Regions from separate parts of the Mus musculus genome. Here regions 1 and 3 are each linked to region 2. The links are chromatin contacts, called in public ChIA-PET and HiChIP or PLAC-seq maps. All regions are on one chromosome and are shown on one strand. The core of a region is the stretch at or near the end of the contact, and the rest is flanking DNA. Distances in the headings are between cores, read along the strand shown.

Region 1 (2,879 bases), core at 270-2,769, 170 kb before region 2:
CTATGGGCAAGATATATAAGCCTTAGGGGTTTTTTTTTTTTTTAATTGTTGATATCTATTTGCTTAAATAGGTACTAGGACAGAGGTGAAGCGGGTTAAAAAGTTAAAAACCCAAACAAATAATGTTATTCAGGATCTCAGCATATCAAGATTTAGCTGTCTATCTGCAAGCTTGCTTCGCCCCCCCCCCCCTTTTTGGGACTCCAATAATATTAACTATTTTCTATAACTCGATTACTGCCCTTATTATGTAAACATCCAGCTAAAGGGCTAGCCAGTTCTGCACAGTCTTGCATTTCTCTCCTATTCATGCATAAATTACATTTTTTATTAGTCATAGTCATTGTATGCTAGAGACAAGGAAATAGATTGGGAGCCGGATGGTTTCTCTGAGTACTAGTCTTGCCCTTTAATTAGACAAGTCACCTTGACTCTGAAACTTGCTAAACTCAGTTTCAGATTGGTAAGACAGAGACATACAGAGATTTTTTTTTCCAGTGTCCCCTGCCTATTCGGAACACCCAGTGACCTGACGATCTGACAGCATGTGTTCCAAGTCTTAAAGGTGGAGGACAGTAACCTATGAGCTCAGTGCATGGACCTGTTAACTAGAAATCCTCCCTGTCATATAAAATCATGACATGCTGTCACAGTGTCTCTTGGCTCTTGTGCACATGACATGAGCTAAAGGCAGAGAAGGGTCTTCTTTATTTTTAGGAAGAGTGGTCATAGGTATTTTATACCCCAACCCATAACAATTTCTTGTGATTAGCTAATATTTTAAAGTTGTCAGGATATAGTAAATACTGAATTTACTTCTTTTAAACTTCCTTCAGCATGAGGGCACGCTGTGGTTGAGTCTCAAAACCTCTCCCTACAGTTGCAAGTTTACAAATTTTCCATCAAATGAGGTTTTTTTTTTTAACCTATCAATCTTTAGGTGGTTGAATAAATAAACTAGAGCTTACCATAAGTATATTTTAGGTTACAAAAATGTTAGTCAGGCTTCATTTAAGTTACTTTACAATTTACAGAAAAGTAGACTATAGATGGAACTTTGTAAGTATCTTCTTCATCCTCGCCACTCGTGAATTGAAACTAAAACCACTCTTTACGTATTTTTTTTTAAGCCTTAGAGGAAGAAATCAGAACTTAAGGATCAAGGAAATGAAAATATAAACCCTAAGACACAAGCACCAGGAGGCCACTCTGATTCCTCTTTCTCTCTTTTGAAATTAGAGTGTGACTTACCATTGCGTCCCCGTCCCCATCCGTAGCCCAGGCATCAGTGTGTCTGGAGGACAGCAGGGACTCCCTTACATGAACTCCTTCACGTCTGGCTTCAGCTCTGCTGGGGTGGCGGCCTTCATGCTCTGTATTTGTTTTCTTTCCTAAGCATTTTAGTTATTGAGCTGCCTTTGCTCCGAGGGTTGCGTCATAACCCAGCTGCACTTGTCCCCTTCACAGGATCAGATAACTCCTTTTAACCCCATCTCTGCTACTGCACACTGCTATTCTGCATCAGCCTGAGAGCTTGCTTAAAAGAGGAACTCCCAATTCCTAGTCCGTGAGCCCACAGAAGAAAATCATGCTTCATTACCTTGCTGAACGTAGGGAAAGTCCAGTCTCACCTATAAATCCAGTGTTCCATTCATCACATAGGAACAATTTCGGAGACTCAAAGTGCAGAAAGCCATCTTACTTTGGGATTACCTGTAGTCTTTGACTCTACCCTGAACTGGATGGAATTTTCCTACTTACCAATTCTTCTGGCCTCCACAGTCCCTGTAGGTAAGATTGGTTCAGCGACTTAGTATAACATCTGACTGGTACTGAGGGAAATGTACTTTGCTTTTTAGCTTGGGCTGTTCATGTTGACAAGCGGGAAGTGCTGCATTAGGGCTCAAACCAAAACATTTAAAGTACCCTCTGAAATGTTGATGGCTCGCCAAATTCCTGAGCATCCAGCAGTACAGATTTCCACCAGCTTTTGGAGGCCGGCTCTAGTTTGTGCTTATATAAGTTGGAGCTGATGTAGATTTGCTAAGGGTTACAGATTGTCAAGGCCTGATCAAGGGTAAACAGCATGAAGGGGTGTGTGAAGAGGGAGAGGAACCCAGCCGGCAGGAGGATGGATTGTTCCCATGTCTAGCCATGACCTTTTGTGTGAAGCTGTAGTAATAATAGCTACAGTGTTCTCTGTTTGGATTCATTTTAAAGTTTTGATTCACATGGTTTTAACTAGCTAAGGTTCCCCCACTCCCCTTTGCTTTATTTTTTCTGGAAAACTGAACATTTATCTGAGAGTAAAGCACACCTGTGTGGGTGTCCACAGGAGCCTTGCCCTGTACTGGCAATGCAGCAACAGATGAGCAGAGAGTGGTTCAAAAGATGCCAGCCCCCTCTTTGGGACACACATGCCCTGTCCTTGTGGGATGCTAATTGTGCCCAGTCTGCACCATCCTTTAGTGGTGCGTAGGGACTTCCGACCTTTCTCCAGTTTATCAGCACAACTCCGGTCTGATTTTGGATAGCACTATTTCCATGTTGGTTTGCTAACTGACCTGTTTCTGAGTATTTAACAAATTGTTCCCATGGATTTTTTTTTTTTTTTTTTTTTTTGCTCTCCAGTTGTACTCTGGATTAACACAATACCACACCATCTCTCTGTACCATTATGCCGAGGTTCCTCCATGTGCTTAAGCCAACTTTGAATGCTTCCACCCAGCACTGGACCTGGAGCATTTTCTCTGGTCTTTCTTAGATTTCTCTCTCTTTTTTTTTTGGTCTCACCATTTTCCCCTCCCGCCCAACTCTGTCTTACCGAATCAAAAGTAAAAGTTCCTCAAACTGTCTCGTATCTCCTAAGCAACTATCAA
Region 2 (2,944 bases), core at 4-2,503:
GCAGTACAGGTGTTGTTGACTCTGTAGCTGTGTGACATGCATGGTATTCTGAGGTCTAGCTTCCTTTTCTGTAAGATCAAGAGGAAAGATGTGGGATTCAAGGCAACCTATGGAATTAGCGTACTGTCACATACACAGTAAATGCTCAACAAAGGGTGTGCTTATCTTTAAAAAATGTAGATCTTTGTCAGGCACTAGTGTTGCATAGAATTAATGCCAGCACTTGGGAGGCAGAGGCAGGTGGATCTCTATGAGTTCAAGACCAGCCTGGTCTACAGAACGAGTTCCAGGATATCCAAGGCTACATAGAGATACCCTGTTTGAAATAAAATAAAATAAATAGCCCTTTATTCCCCCTTTGTCCAAACTGTTTAGTAGTTTTATTATTTCTGCATCCTTACACCCTTACTTCTTTCTTTTATATAAAAAGACCCGATACTTTGATAAGATTTGTGTTGGGGCTGGCTATTCATTCCATGTATATGGCCGAAAGGAGTGCCCTGTTTGTCTTACGTAAGTCCCGAGTCTGGGTTCCTGTAGGCCACTTCTGCCATTTAGTGTGTATCACTCTTGTCTCCAGAGTCAGAGTTCTTACACTGCTTTAATATGTGGTGTTTTGGGGATCCAGAGAACAGGCAGCATTTTGTTCAGAGAATTGTTATCTTGTGATCCAGAAAACTCCATGTTTGTCTTTTACATAAGGCATCAAGGTTTAGAGAAATAGGTTCTTGTACGAATGGGAAAGTATACCCCGTCAGTTGATGTTCACTGGGCACGGCCCCTCCCTTGCTTGTCCCACTTTGGAGATGATTCTGATATTGTTTCGATTTTGTTGAATCTAGGCATGGAGTGTGTGGATACTTCGCTGATTATTTCTATGCAGAATGCTGCCCTTCCTAGCCCATGAAATAGACAGCTCAACTTAGAAAGCAAATGAATATCCAATTATTTTGAACTAGAGACTTCTGTGGATTCATTATCCAGCCAGTCTATTCTCTAAGTGTCTGGTTAGACTTCTCGCCTGCAAGAGTAGCCATCCTCATATGTTGAGTCATCCCAGCCTTGTGAGAGCAGTGAGTTTCAGGTTGGACCTCCTGGGCTTATTTTTGCCCCGTGTTTCTTAGTGATGGGAATATGGGTGCTAACTGGAGCACTGACATTTTCCTTTGTGCCTTCCTGCAGACCATGCCCCAGGGCTACACAATGTATGGAACACAGATGCCTTTGCAACAGGCAGCTCAGCAGCAGCCTGGTGGCGTGGTCCTTTCCCCCAGCTACAACTCCAGGGCCTATCCGGCTGCACATTCCAGCCCAGCGCTGATGGAAAGACTCCGGCAGCTTCAGCAGCAGCCAAGTGGCTACGTGCAGCAGCAGGCCTCCCCGTACCTGCAGCCCGTAGCTGGCTCTCAGAGGTGATACCTGTTGAAGTAATTGCGATAGTAAAACCCTCTCGGCCTTGGGATTGTTAAGCTCGCTCCTTCCAAGCGTTTGATACCGTAATGGTTTTTGAGCTCCTCTACTTGAGTCCTGACATCTCATTTTTTTTTTAACCAGCGTGCAGTAGAGGTTCCAAATTCTTTCATTGAAGAATGCTGTGGTTTTGACTCACTTCTTCCATGTGTGCTATGTAAAGTTTTTCAGATGTTACCCATGTGTTTTCTTTTCTGCTTTTTTCCTCCCCAAAAGGATTTTTTTTTTTTATTAAAAGTATCTGAGAAAACTATCGATCATGGTTAGCAGCGCCTTACTAGGATTTGTTGATCAAGCCAGTTTCTGTTGTAGAGCTAATTGTACATGGTGCTTTGCAAAGTTTTGTTATGACTTAGTTTTTATTTTTCCCACCTCAGAGATGACTCATGGCCGACTCTTCTGGTTCTTGTTTTAATCACACCCCTTCCTCCTAGGGTGTGTCAGTACTGCTTATTGTCGTAGTCGCTATCCATACATGGCTAAATTTAAATGAATTAAATCTGATTTAACATTTATTTCTGCAGACACATTAGTCACCTTTTAAGTGCACTTTAGCCAGCTCTGGCCAGCATGGCTAGATTTGAGGTTCATGTGACATATGCAGTGACGTGAAGACCTGGCAGGATGCTCAGCTATCTTGTGAAATTCTGTAGCTTTGACCAAGGAGCCTTGCAGTTTTGTTTATTTCTAAACCCTGATAACTAACTAGTCCTAGTGGCTAGAGGCCATTTCATTGGATGGCACAGATAGGAATCATTATTGCTTATCAAAATATACAATCTCATTAGATAATATAGTCCAGAAGAATTAGGTTTGTAATCATATAGACTACATTGTACAGTGGATAGCAGCTTAGCTCCCATGCGTTACCATCAATGACCAGCTACATGTCTGCTGAGGATAATAACTCTCTGAAAGTTAGGGAGGTCGGTGGGATTTGTGGGAAATAATTTGTAAAACATGCATTTTGCTCACCATGTTTTATAAGTAGTAGCAGAGCAGAGCTCAGTAACTTGAGCTTAAGTGCTAAAAAAAAAAAATCTGGGTTCAAATCCCACCTGTGTCATTTTTTTTTTCTGGATGACCTTAGTTATTTCTCTATGTCCACTGCTTCATTTTTAAAGTTAGAGAATAAAACTGCTAACTCACAGTGATACTCGAGAAGTAATGAAATACGACTGTTCAGCCATTCTACTCCCAGTCTTCCAGAAGTAAATATTAAATTATTTTCACTTACTGCTAACAGCGAATTTGATTTTTTTTTTTAAAGTAATTTCTATATGATTGCTACTTGGCTCAAAGTAGTATGTTTACCATCTTTTTTTCTCGTTGGGTCACATTTGTTATCTGACCCTCTGGCCTTTTCCCGTTTTAATTGTACACATGATTATTGAACACGGATTGTTTCTTGGTGGATGTGTGTAAAATGCTGGAGGCGCTGACTGACTTTCGTGGTACGCCTGGTTCCTGAACA
Region 3 (2,833 bases), core at 198-2,697, 190 kb before region 2:
TTGTTTAAAGAAAGACATTTTTTTTTTGTGTCCTGTTGGGTGGTTATTCTAATCTTCAGTCCACTTAAGCATGTGGTAGAATTTTAGAAGCGTGGCACTTTAATGTTAGATATGTTCTTTATCAATGACTATTTACCAGTTCTCAAATCAATTGAGGCTGCAAAGTGCTCTGGATTTCTGTAGCCTTTACCCTTCTCTGTTTTTCTGAGTCTTGTCTATTGACCTGTGGGCCTGAAGGAGACCCTTCATGTCTGAATGCCACTTCAGGCTTCTCTGACTTCCTTATAGGCGTTTCAGATGTTATATAGTGTCAGTAAAATAGTTATTTGTTTCTGTGAGTGCTGGATTGCCTGAATAATTATATGGCAAACTCTCATTTTATTGGTACAGATTATAGTAAAGAAAAATATTATAATAGCTTGTCAAGATTGGCATTCTCTGTAATTAGAACTGACCATCTGTTGCAGAGTGGAGTAACTTACAGTGGGTTACAGTGTAACCACTCATTCAGTAATGCGGAAGAGTTTGAGTGCTCTGCACTTGCTTTTATTAAATTGTGTCTAGAACGCCAGGAAAAATAGTTCCTCAAAACCTTGCATATATTGATGAGAGGCAAAATTGTACTATAGTAGCATCCCATGCTCTCTGTCATAAATCTGAAATCTAAGAGCTTGATAAACATTGTGACAACAATATCCATACAAAGTAGGTGTGCTTGGCAGTACTCCAGCAAAATGAAGAACAGACTTTAAATATCTCTATGGTCCTTTCTCATAGATTGCTTATTCCTTGGGGTGTAAAACTTAACTAAACTAAATGAAAACTTAGAAGGTTTTCCATGGGAGTCATTTTTGACATGTTTTGAAATTTGCTAATGTCGGACTGGTAGAGGAAAGTCTGGTTAAGATCTACTGGGGAGATATAACATGGCCTTGCTTATCATCAATCTAGCTAGAAAACAGTAGCTCGTTACCCTTGCCTGAGTTATTAGTCTAATTTGAACTGTAGTTTTTAAAAGACAGATGAGACCAAAGAAAGCAGGAAGTGCTGTTAGAAGCCCACAGATCAGATCTAATTACAGTTTGTTTAATAGTGGTTGCCCTACCACTCCAAAGCCTTGGGACTTTTGACTCTTTCTCTTGCAACACTGAAAATCCTGACATTGGTTTCTATGAGGAAAAAAAATGGAATGAGCTCATTGAAAAGGACGTACCTGGCTGTGTCTTCTCTGGCCTGAGAAGGCCAGGGTCCTGGCTGTCTTTTCTGGCCTAAGCAGGCCTGGGTCCAGGTTGTACCTGGCTGTGTCGTCTCTGGCCTGAGAAGGCCTGGGTCCTGGCTGTCTTCTCTGGCCTGAGTAGGCCCAGGTCCAGGTCTTCAGAGAATCAGGAGCTATTTAGTTACCCACAGTGACAGCAGTTCCATTTTGCAGGGTCGCCTGCTGAACTAAGAATTTCCTTTCCTTCTTGTGTGGTTTTAAAATGCTAGAGATTGACGTAGATGAAACTGTGGTTTGCAAATGGTCTAAACTGTATGAAAGTCTCCTGAGGAAGTTTTTGTAAGAAAACAATTTCATCTGTCTAAGTAACTCAAATTTGTCAGTTACTGTTTTAGGAAAAAGAATTTTAAATTATCCATGATAACGTCTTGCCTCATGTATCTTTTTTTTTTTTAAAGTAAAAGTACCACATACTGTTCTGTTTCATAATAGTTTTTTAAAAAAATAGTGTTAAACTCTTGAAACTGGTATTGAGTTTATGAATTAAAGACAGTAAGGTACCTAAGCAGATAGTTTTTTAGTTACTGATATCAGTACTTCAGAGGTACAATTATTAAGTAATATTGTTGCAGCTTGTATTTATTTAAGGTATTTGTTGATTGAAAAATAACACAACCACATTGTGGCTGGCAGACACCTGTAGCCCCAGCATTTGGGAGGCTGAGTCAGGGTGATAGCCACAAATCTGAGGCAGCCTGGGCTCCATGGTGAATGTAAAACCAGTCTAGGCTATCTTGTGAGGCCATCTGGAAATTAACACCGTATAGAGTCTGGTATGGTATAGTTACCTTTTTGTTGTTCATGATAGAAAAACATTTTTCTACATTTATTATTTTGTATGTATGCATGTGAGGTACATGTGTGTCAGAGCGTGTTTGTGGAGTTCATATGACAGCACTGAGGAATCGGTTCCCCTTCCACCATACAGGGTTATACTCAAGTTGTCAGGCATGGTGGCCAGCACGTTTCAATCCGTTGAGCCAGCTTGACAGCTCCAGTTTAGAAACAAAATCTTGAAATAAAATAAAAGAACACCGTTAGAAGAACAGAGAGATAACCGCTGTTCCCTTTCTTGGTTTATGGATTTAAGCTTTATTTCTGCGTTTACATGAACCACATAAATGTGACTGTACAGGTGATTAGAGATTTTCCTTCACAGATATGCTACATGTAATCCGGGGAGGTGGCACAGCAGGTTAGAGCACTTGCCATACAAGTCTGATAAACCAAATTCAATCCCTAGAGCGTGGGGAGCGAGAGGAGAGACTCACTGTATGAACTTGGCCTTTGACTGGCACTTGTGTACCATGACACACACATATTCACACTCACATACACATAATCCTAATATTACACTTCTAAGTGTTAAGGAACACATGTCACCTGCTTTCCATGTTATGAGACTGAAAACAATCAGAAAGTATTTCTCGTCTTGACATAAACAGCTTGATAAGTTGGGGCATTTATTTAGCAACTTGTACCTTATATCACATGATTATTCTCCTACAATAAAAACAATTTAAGTGGTGTTTAAATGGAGCCCAGCTCTGAAGTAGC

The links. HiChIP or PLAC-seq counts read pairs in DNA pulled down with a chosen protein or histone mark. ChIA-PET counts read pairs in DNA pulled down with a chosen protein or histone mark.
Region 1: a contact with region 2 is called in a CTCF HiChIP or PLAC-seq map of the NIH/3T3 cell line, with 12 read pairs. The contact joins the promoter of P2ry14 here to the enhancer-like site in region 2. A contact is called at or near these places in 5 of 39 promoter capture datasets (the 3T3-L1 cell line, 3T3-L1-derived adipocytes, the HPC-7 cell line and 2 more), 2 of 15 datasets of contacts at CTCF or cohesin (CD8 T cells and the NIH/3T3 cell line), 3 of 484 Hi-C or Micro-C datasets (cortical neurons, embryonic fibroblasts and embryonic stem cells), 5 of 115 datasets of contacts at active chromatin or transcription factors (CD8 T cells, bone marrow-derived macrophages, effector CD8 T cells and 2 more) and 1 of 9 other capture datasets (embryonic stem cells).
Region 3: an RNA polymerase II ChIA-PET map of effector CD8 T cells shows a contact between it and region 2, with 48 read pairs. The contact joins the promoter of Gpr171 here to the enhancer-like site in region 2. A contact is called at or near these places in 1 of 39 promoter capture datasets (neutrophils), 1 of 15 datasets of contacts at CTCF or cohesin (the NIH/3T3 cell line), 2 of 484 Hi-C or Micro-C datasets (cortical neurons and embryonic stem cells), 3 of 115 datasets of contacts at active chromatin or transcription factors (CD8 T cells, effector CD8 T cells and memory CD8 T cells) and 1 of 9 other capture datasets (pancreatic islet).

Annotation. Positions count from the first base shown.
Region 1 is chr3:59,129,243-59,132,121 of GRCm38.p6, forward strand. P2ry14 (purinergic receptor P2Y, G-protein coupled, 14) reads right to left here and starts at 1,520. Exons shown (of 2, transcript NM_001287124.1): 1 at 1,252-1,520. The coding sequence starts at 1,254. The region is part of intron 15 of Med12l (mediator complex subunit 12-like); the gene reads left to right.
Region 2 is chr3:59,294,823-59,297,766 of GRCm38.p6, forward strand. It overlaps Med12l (mediator complex subunit 12-like), which reads left to right. Exons shown (of 44, transcript NM_177855.3): 40 at 1,183-1,412. Among named protein-coding and RNA genes, the nearest start is that of P2ry12, 33 kb to the left of the region's middle. Within about 2 kb of position 1,254, at least 70 of the 459 cell types and tissues checked have an H3K27ac peak or open chromatin away from gene starts, as enhancers often do. A contact at or near this core is called in CD8 T cells, the NIH/3T3 cell line, effector CD8 T cells and 2 more, where this site is marked.
Region 3 is chr3:59,100,374-59,103,206 of GRCm38.p6, forward strand. Gpr171 (G protein-coupled receptor 171) reads right to left here and starts at 1,448. Exons shown (of 2, transcript NM_173398.3): 1 at 1,214-1,448. All of the region lies in intron 15 of Med12l (mediator complex subunit 12-like), which reads left to right.